Linked DNA regions of Mus musculus: region 1 is linked to region 2. The links are chromatin contacts, called in public Hi-C maps. All regions are on one chromosome and are shown on one strand. Each heading gives the region's core, a stretch centred on a gene start, on an enhancer-like site or on the middle of the called end of the contact. The rest is flanking DNA. Distances are from core to core; before and after follow the strand shown. Region 1 overlaps St8sia6 (ST8 alpha-N-acetyl-neuraminide alpha-2,8-sialyltransferase 6). Region 2 overlaps Cubn (cubilin (intrinsic factor-cobalamin receptor)).

What was found. Hi-C and Micro-C count contacts between places; a contact is called where the count stands out from the background.
Region 1: a Hi-C map of bone marrow-derived macrophages shows a contact between it and region 2, with 11 read pairs. The contact joins two enhancer-like sites.

What each region holds. Positions count from the first base shown.
Region 1 is chr2:13,784,091-13,786,790 of GRCm38.p6, forward strand. The region is part of intron 2 of St8sia6 (ST8 alpha-N-acetyl-neuraminide alpha-2,8-sialyltransferase 6); the gene reads right to left. Among named protein-coding and RNA genes, the nearest start is that of St8sia6, 8.1 kb to the right of the region's middle. Within about 2 kb of position 1,376, at least 28 of the 459 cell types and tissues checked have an H3K27ac peak or open chromatin away from gene starts, as enhancers often do. A contact at or near this core is called in bone marrow-derived macrophages, where this site is marked.
Region 2 is chr2:13,372,265-13,374,990 of GRCm38.p6, forward strand. The region is part of intron 31 of Cubn (cubilin (intrinsic factor-cobalamin receptor)); the gene reads right to left. Among named protein-coding and RNA genes, the nearest start is that of Gm13270, 100 kb to the left of the region's middle. Within about 2 kb of position 1,362, at least 189 of the 459 cell types and tissues checked have an H3K27ac peak or open chromatin away from gene starts, as enhancers often do. A contact at or near this core is called in bone marrow-derived macrophages, where this site is marked.

The DNA.
Region 1 (2,700 bases), core at 126-2,625, 410 kb after region 2:
AGCTAAAGGGAGAAACTCGGTCTGGGAGCTTGGTCATCACCACTCCCACAGAATGCTGGGTATAGTGGTGTGTACCTGGATTAAAACTCCTTTAGATAAGGACACAGAGGCAGGAAGACTCCCAGAGCTCACTGGCCAGCCAGTCGAGCTGAATCAGTGAGATTTGGTGAGAGACTCTTTCTCAGAAAATAACATGGGGTGTGATTGAGGAAGACAACCCACATTGACTTCTGGCTTACACATGCTTGCACAGACATATGTAGAGACAAACACAGACAAATAAATGCACACACACAAATAATAGTTTTTTTTTTTAAACTAAGAAAATTAAGACGACTTTTCTGTGAGAGAAGCTGTTACGTTATGGTACAACCTAGAGGAAAGGGTAATAAATAACAAAATCTGTAACCCATTTACTAATTTAAAGGGGACAAAAATGAGAGCAGATGCTATTGGTTAATAATTCAGTAACACTGAGAACACATGTAAAACCCATCCCTAGAGGCAGGGAAAAGGGCAAAGGAAGAATACAAGTGAAGGAAAAGTCAAGAGTCCACATGGAGCAGAAAACATTGACAGAAATTAGAGACAGAAAACCCTGAGCCACATCACAGAGGTCAGGCAGACCTGGGAACTCCTGAAACAACCACACAGAGAAAATCACAAGGTCTTCTAATTTTAAATTAGCTAAGCCTGATGCCTAAAGAGACACCATTCATCTAAAGGGACTATTGTGTAGACATAACATTGTGGAGTATTTGAGGTTTGGTTTGTTTGTTTGTTTGTTTGTTTGTTGTTTGTTTGTTTGTTTTTTGGTGTTTTGAGCCACAGTCTCATGTAGCCCAAAGTGGCCTTCAACACATAATCCTCCTGTCTTTACCTCCCAGGTCTTGGGATTCCATGTGCGATATGAGTCAGGGCTTGAATGTGCAAGCGTGCAAGGAAACCAAGTACACATGTATGCACGTGAAGGCATGAAGTTGAAATCTAGAACCTTCCTCAACAACTCTACTCCTAATTCGTTAAGGAAGGGCTTCTCAATTAATCCAAGAGATTGACAATACAACTAATCTAGCCAGCATGATATGGAAATTCAGTGTCTCTTTTGAGAACTAGATACACAGTCACCATGCTCATCCAGCATGCATGTGGGTTCTAGGAACCCAAACTCTGGGCCTCAGGGTCGCACAGGATGTACTTGAGCTGCTAAGCTATCTCACCAGCCTTTAAAATTTGCTGTCAGTATAAAGTAAAACAAACAATTAAGTCAATTCCTTCAGAAGCTATGAAAAGAAAATTGTCAAGGTCTCTCATTCTGAGGTAGAAATGTCAGAAAATAGGGAACAATGTTTGCAAAGTCTTAGGGGAAAATATTTTAAGTCTTAAAAAGAGGAAGTGACAGAGCTCCTGCCTAGCATTCACAAAGCCTTAAATTCCAAAATAGCAACAACGAAAAGTATTAAGGAAAAAAACAAAGAAAATGGAATTGCTATCCTGGAACTGAGTACCAGGGTTTCATAGAGATTGACATGTACACCCCATGGCTAAAATGAAAGGTTTATGCCAACTGACCAAGGAAGAAATAAAAATGAAGAAGAAATAAGGACAGCCTAATTTAAGTTGGCATATGTCAGGCATTTACAAGGGGATCAAACCAATGCTTCTAGGTTTTTAAGCAATAATTAGGTTTATATTAGGAAAGAATTTTCAAAGAAGAAAGCATTTATTAAGAAAATAACAACAGGTAAGAATACCACCTCTTACGCTGTATCTGAAATAAGCTGCAGTGGGTCAGTTTCAGTATTCTCAAATTACGTAGTTTTAAACTACAGATATATACTTACTTTAGGGTCAAAGATTCATACACACATAGAATGGAGGAGCTAGAGAAAGGACCCAAGGAGCTGAAGGGGTTTGCAGCCCCATAAGAGGAACAACAATATGAACCAACCAGTAACCCCAGAGCTCCTAGGAACTAAACCACCAAGCAAAGAGTACACATGGAGGGACCCATGGCTCCAGCTGCATACGTAGCAGAGGATGACCTTGTGGGACATCAATGAGAGAAGAGGCTCTTGGTCATGTGAAGGCTCGATGCCTCAGTGTAGGGGAATGCCAAGACCAGGAAGTGAGAGTGGATGGGTTGGTTAGCAGGGGAAGGGAGAGGCGGGAGGGGGTTTTTGGAAGGGAAACCAGGAAGGGGATAGCATTTGAAATGTAAATAAAGAAAAATACCTAATAAAAAAGAAAAGAAAAGAAAAATAAAACTGGGAAGAGAAGGTAAAGATGAGGGATACAGCAAGAGAGAGACTGAAAACTTCTACCAAGTACATAATAGCAATAACTAACAATTAGACATTAATAAAAGCTAGGAAATGTTTTATGCACAGAGCATAAATCTCATACATGTGATATACATGAACTTCTCAAAAATCAGAAATGAAAATCAAATACCAGTGGAAAGATATCAAAAGTCAATTTAGAAAAGAAAAAATATAAATGTCAAAATGTTAACAATAAAACCTACCACAATGGGTAAACAAGTCCAGATTAAGGTATTAATTTTGTTTCTTAAGGATGAAGTTTTAAAAGTCACAGTGGGGGATACAAACCCTCTTGGAGTTCAGGTCAGCTGTCACTCTTGCATGCTGCTAAAATTAGAAGAGGCATCGTGACAGATTTTTACACAAACCACATCAG
Region 2 (2,726 bases), core at 112-2,611:
TCCAGCTGTTTGCCTGAGTGCATTTCTCCTTGCAAATAATAGGCAGGATGGCCTGTGCTCTGCTTGCTTTTTTATCTGCACTGATTCACACAAGGCAGACATTCCATTGCACTGAGCACAGAGGCTGCTGGAAACAGAGGTCAGCCTCTCAGCAGCCCTTCCTTCTCCCCCCTCCCCCACCGCAGTCTGTCCCTCCCCCTCCTTCTCACACAGAGTGCAGCCGTTTTCTCCCAGATCAATAAGAACTTACAGACCCATAGTACCTAAGGCTCAGAAGAGAAATTCTAACGAAGCAATTAAACTGGCGGTTGGAGGTCACTTTAACACTTACCCTTCAGGAAAGAAAACATAATGGAGTCACTTTTCCCTGATGACTACACAGAGCCACCCCCCAGCCAGCAAATGCTGTCTAGCATTAAACACTCATGACTTATCATCCCCAAAGTCAGAGGAGAGCTAACACCAGGCTGGAAAGCAGGCAAGCAGGAATCACGGACATTTTACCAAATTATATGAAGCCCAGTACAAGTCAGCTGTGTGTGGGAGCCTCAACATTTTAATAGAAGTGTTGAAAGAAATCAGTTTCCCTCCCTTTTCATTATAGCAGAATGAAATTCTAGACAACACATCTGTACCATGTTTTCTAAGTCCTCATGCAACTCAAAATAATGAGGTCCTATGTCAATGACAGTGTCCTCTGCAAATCTTAAAATGCACGGATCCCAGCAGGAGTACAGATGGCAAGGACTCATTCACTCATATAATTACGGTGTGTCTATTAGGAGGAATCCATGCATCAGATTTCTGCCTATGGGTACAGACTGCTGTGGGTTATATGAAAGAAGATGGATGGTATTTATTACCTTATTGCCTTAGTTAATTGTTCATCACAGTGATAGAACACCTGATAGGAACAACCAAAGGGGGAGGGGAGGTTGTATTTGGCCGATGGCTCTATTTTTAATTTTTAATTTGTTTCCTCTGAATGCTGAAGTTTGCCTTTCAGTCCTGATGCTCCAGCTTGGGGCTATCTGTGGGCTTGTCCTCCCTTCTAGATGAGCTGTGATCTGAACACACAGAGAGAAAGATGCGACTGCCACTCAAACCCCACTGTGCTTGCATTCCAGAGACTGAATGTGAGAGGTCCTGAGAGTCAGACTTTGACAGAATATTGCCCTTACCATCCATTGTAACCTCCTGTGGAAAGCCTTCTGGAGTACCACTTGGCAGGAGTCTGACATTGGCCAAAGACAAGGAAATGGGCTTTAGACAGGAATCTGACATTGGCCATGACAAGGAAGTAAGCTCAGGCAGGAATCTGACATTAGGGCATAATAAGGAAGTAAGTTTTGGCAAGAATCTAACTTCAGGCTGTAATAGAGAAGTAGGGAAAGGCAGGAATTTTAGTCTTAGGGTAGAACAGAACTAGGCTTCAGACAAGATTTTGGGCTTGGACAAGAAAGTGGGCTCAGGTATTTTGGTCATTATGACAAGCCCTTTTAAACTGTCATGGGAGTAATCACTTGCTGCTTTGTTAGTTACTTATTGTACTGTTTGCCCAAAATACTTGCATGTAATTAAAATGGTATAAAAAGTGGGTTGGACGTCAATAAGACAAAAAGGCCACCAACAGATTGGGAAAGGATCTTTACCTATCCCAAATCGGATAGGGGACTAATATCCAACATATATAAAGAACTCAAGAAGGTGGACTCCAGAAAATCAAATAACCCCATTTAAAAATGGGGCTCAGAGCTGAACAAAGAATTCTCACCTGAGGAATACCGAATGGCTGAGAAGCACCTGAAAAAATGTTCAACATCCTTAATCATCAGGGAAATGCAAATCAAAACAACCCTGAGATTCCACTTCACTCCAGTCAGAATGGCTAAGATCAAAAACTCAGGTGACAGTAGATGCTGGCGAGGATGTGGAGAAAGAGGAACACTCCTCCATTGTTGGTGGGATTGCAGGCTTGTACAACCACTCTGGAAATCAGTCTGGCGGTTCCTCAGAAAATTGGACATAGTACTACCGGAGGATCCAGCAATACCTCTCCTGGGCATATATCCAGAAGATGTCCCAACCGGTAAGAAGGACACTTGCTCCACTATGTTCATAGCAGCCTTATTTATAATAGCCAGAAGCTGGAAATAACCCAGATGCCCCTCAACAGAGGAATGGATACAGAAAATGTGGTACATTTACACAATGGAGTACTACTCAGCTATTAAAAAGAATGAATTTATGAAGTTCCTAGGCAAATGGATGGACCTGGAGGGCATCATCCTGAGTGAGGTAACCCAATCACAAAGGAACTCACACAATATGTACTCACTGATAAGTGGATATTAGCCCAAAACTTAGGATACCCAAGATATAAGATACAATTTGCTAAACGCATGAAATTCAAGAAGAATGAAGACCAAAGTGTGGACACTTTGCCCCTTCTTAGAAATGGGAACAAAACACCCATGGAAGGAGTTACAGAGACAAAATTTGGAGCTGTGACGAAAGGATGGACCATCTAGTGATTGTCATATGCAGGGATCCATTCCATAATCAGCTTCCAAACGCTGACACCATTGCATACACTAGCAAGATTTTGCTGAAAGAACCCAGATATAGCTGTCTCTTGTGAGACTATGCCGGGGCCTAGCAAACACAGAAGTGGATGGATCACAGGGCCCCCAATGGAGGAGCTAGAGAAATTACCCAAGGAGCTA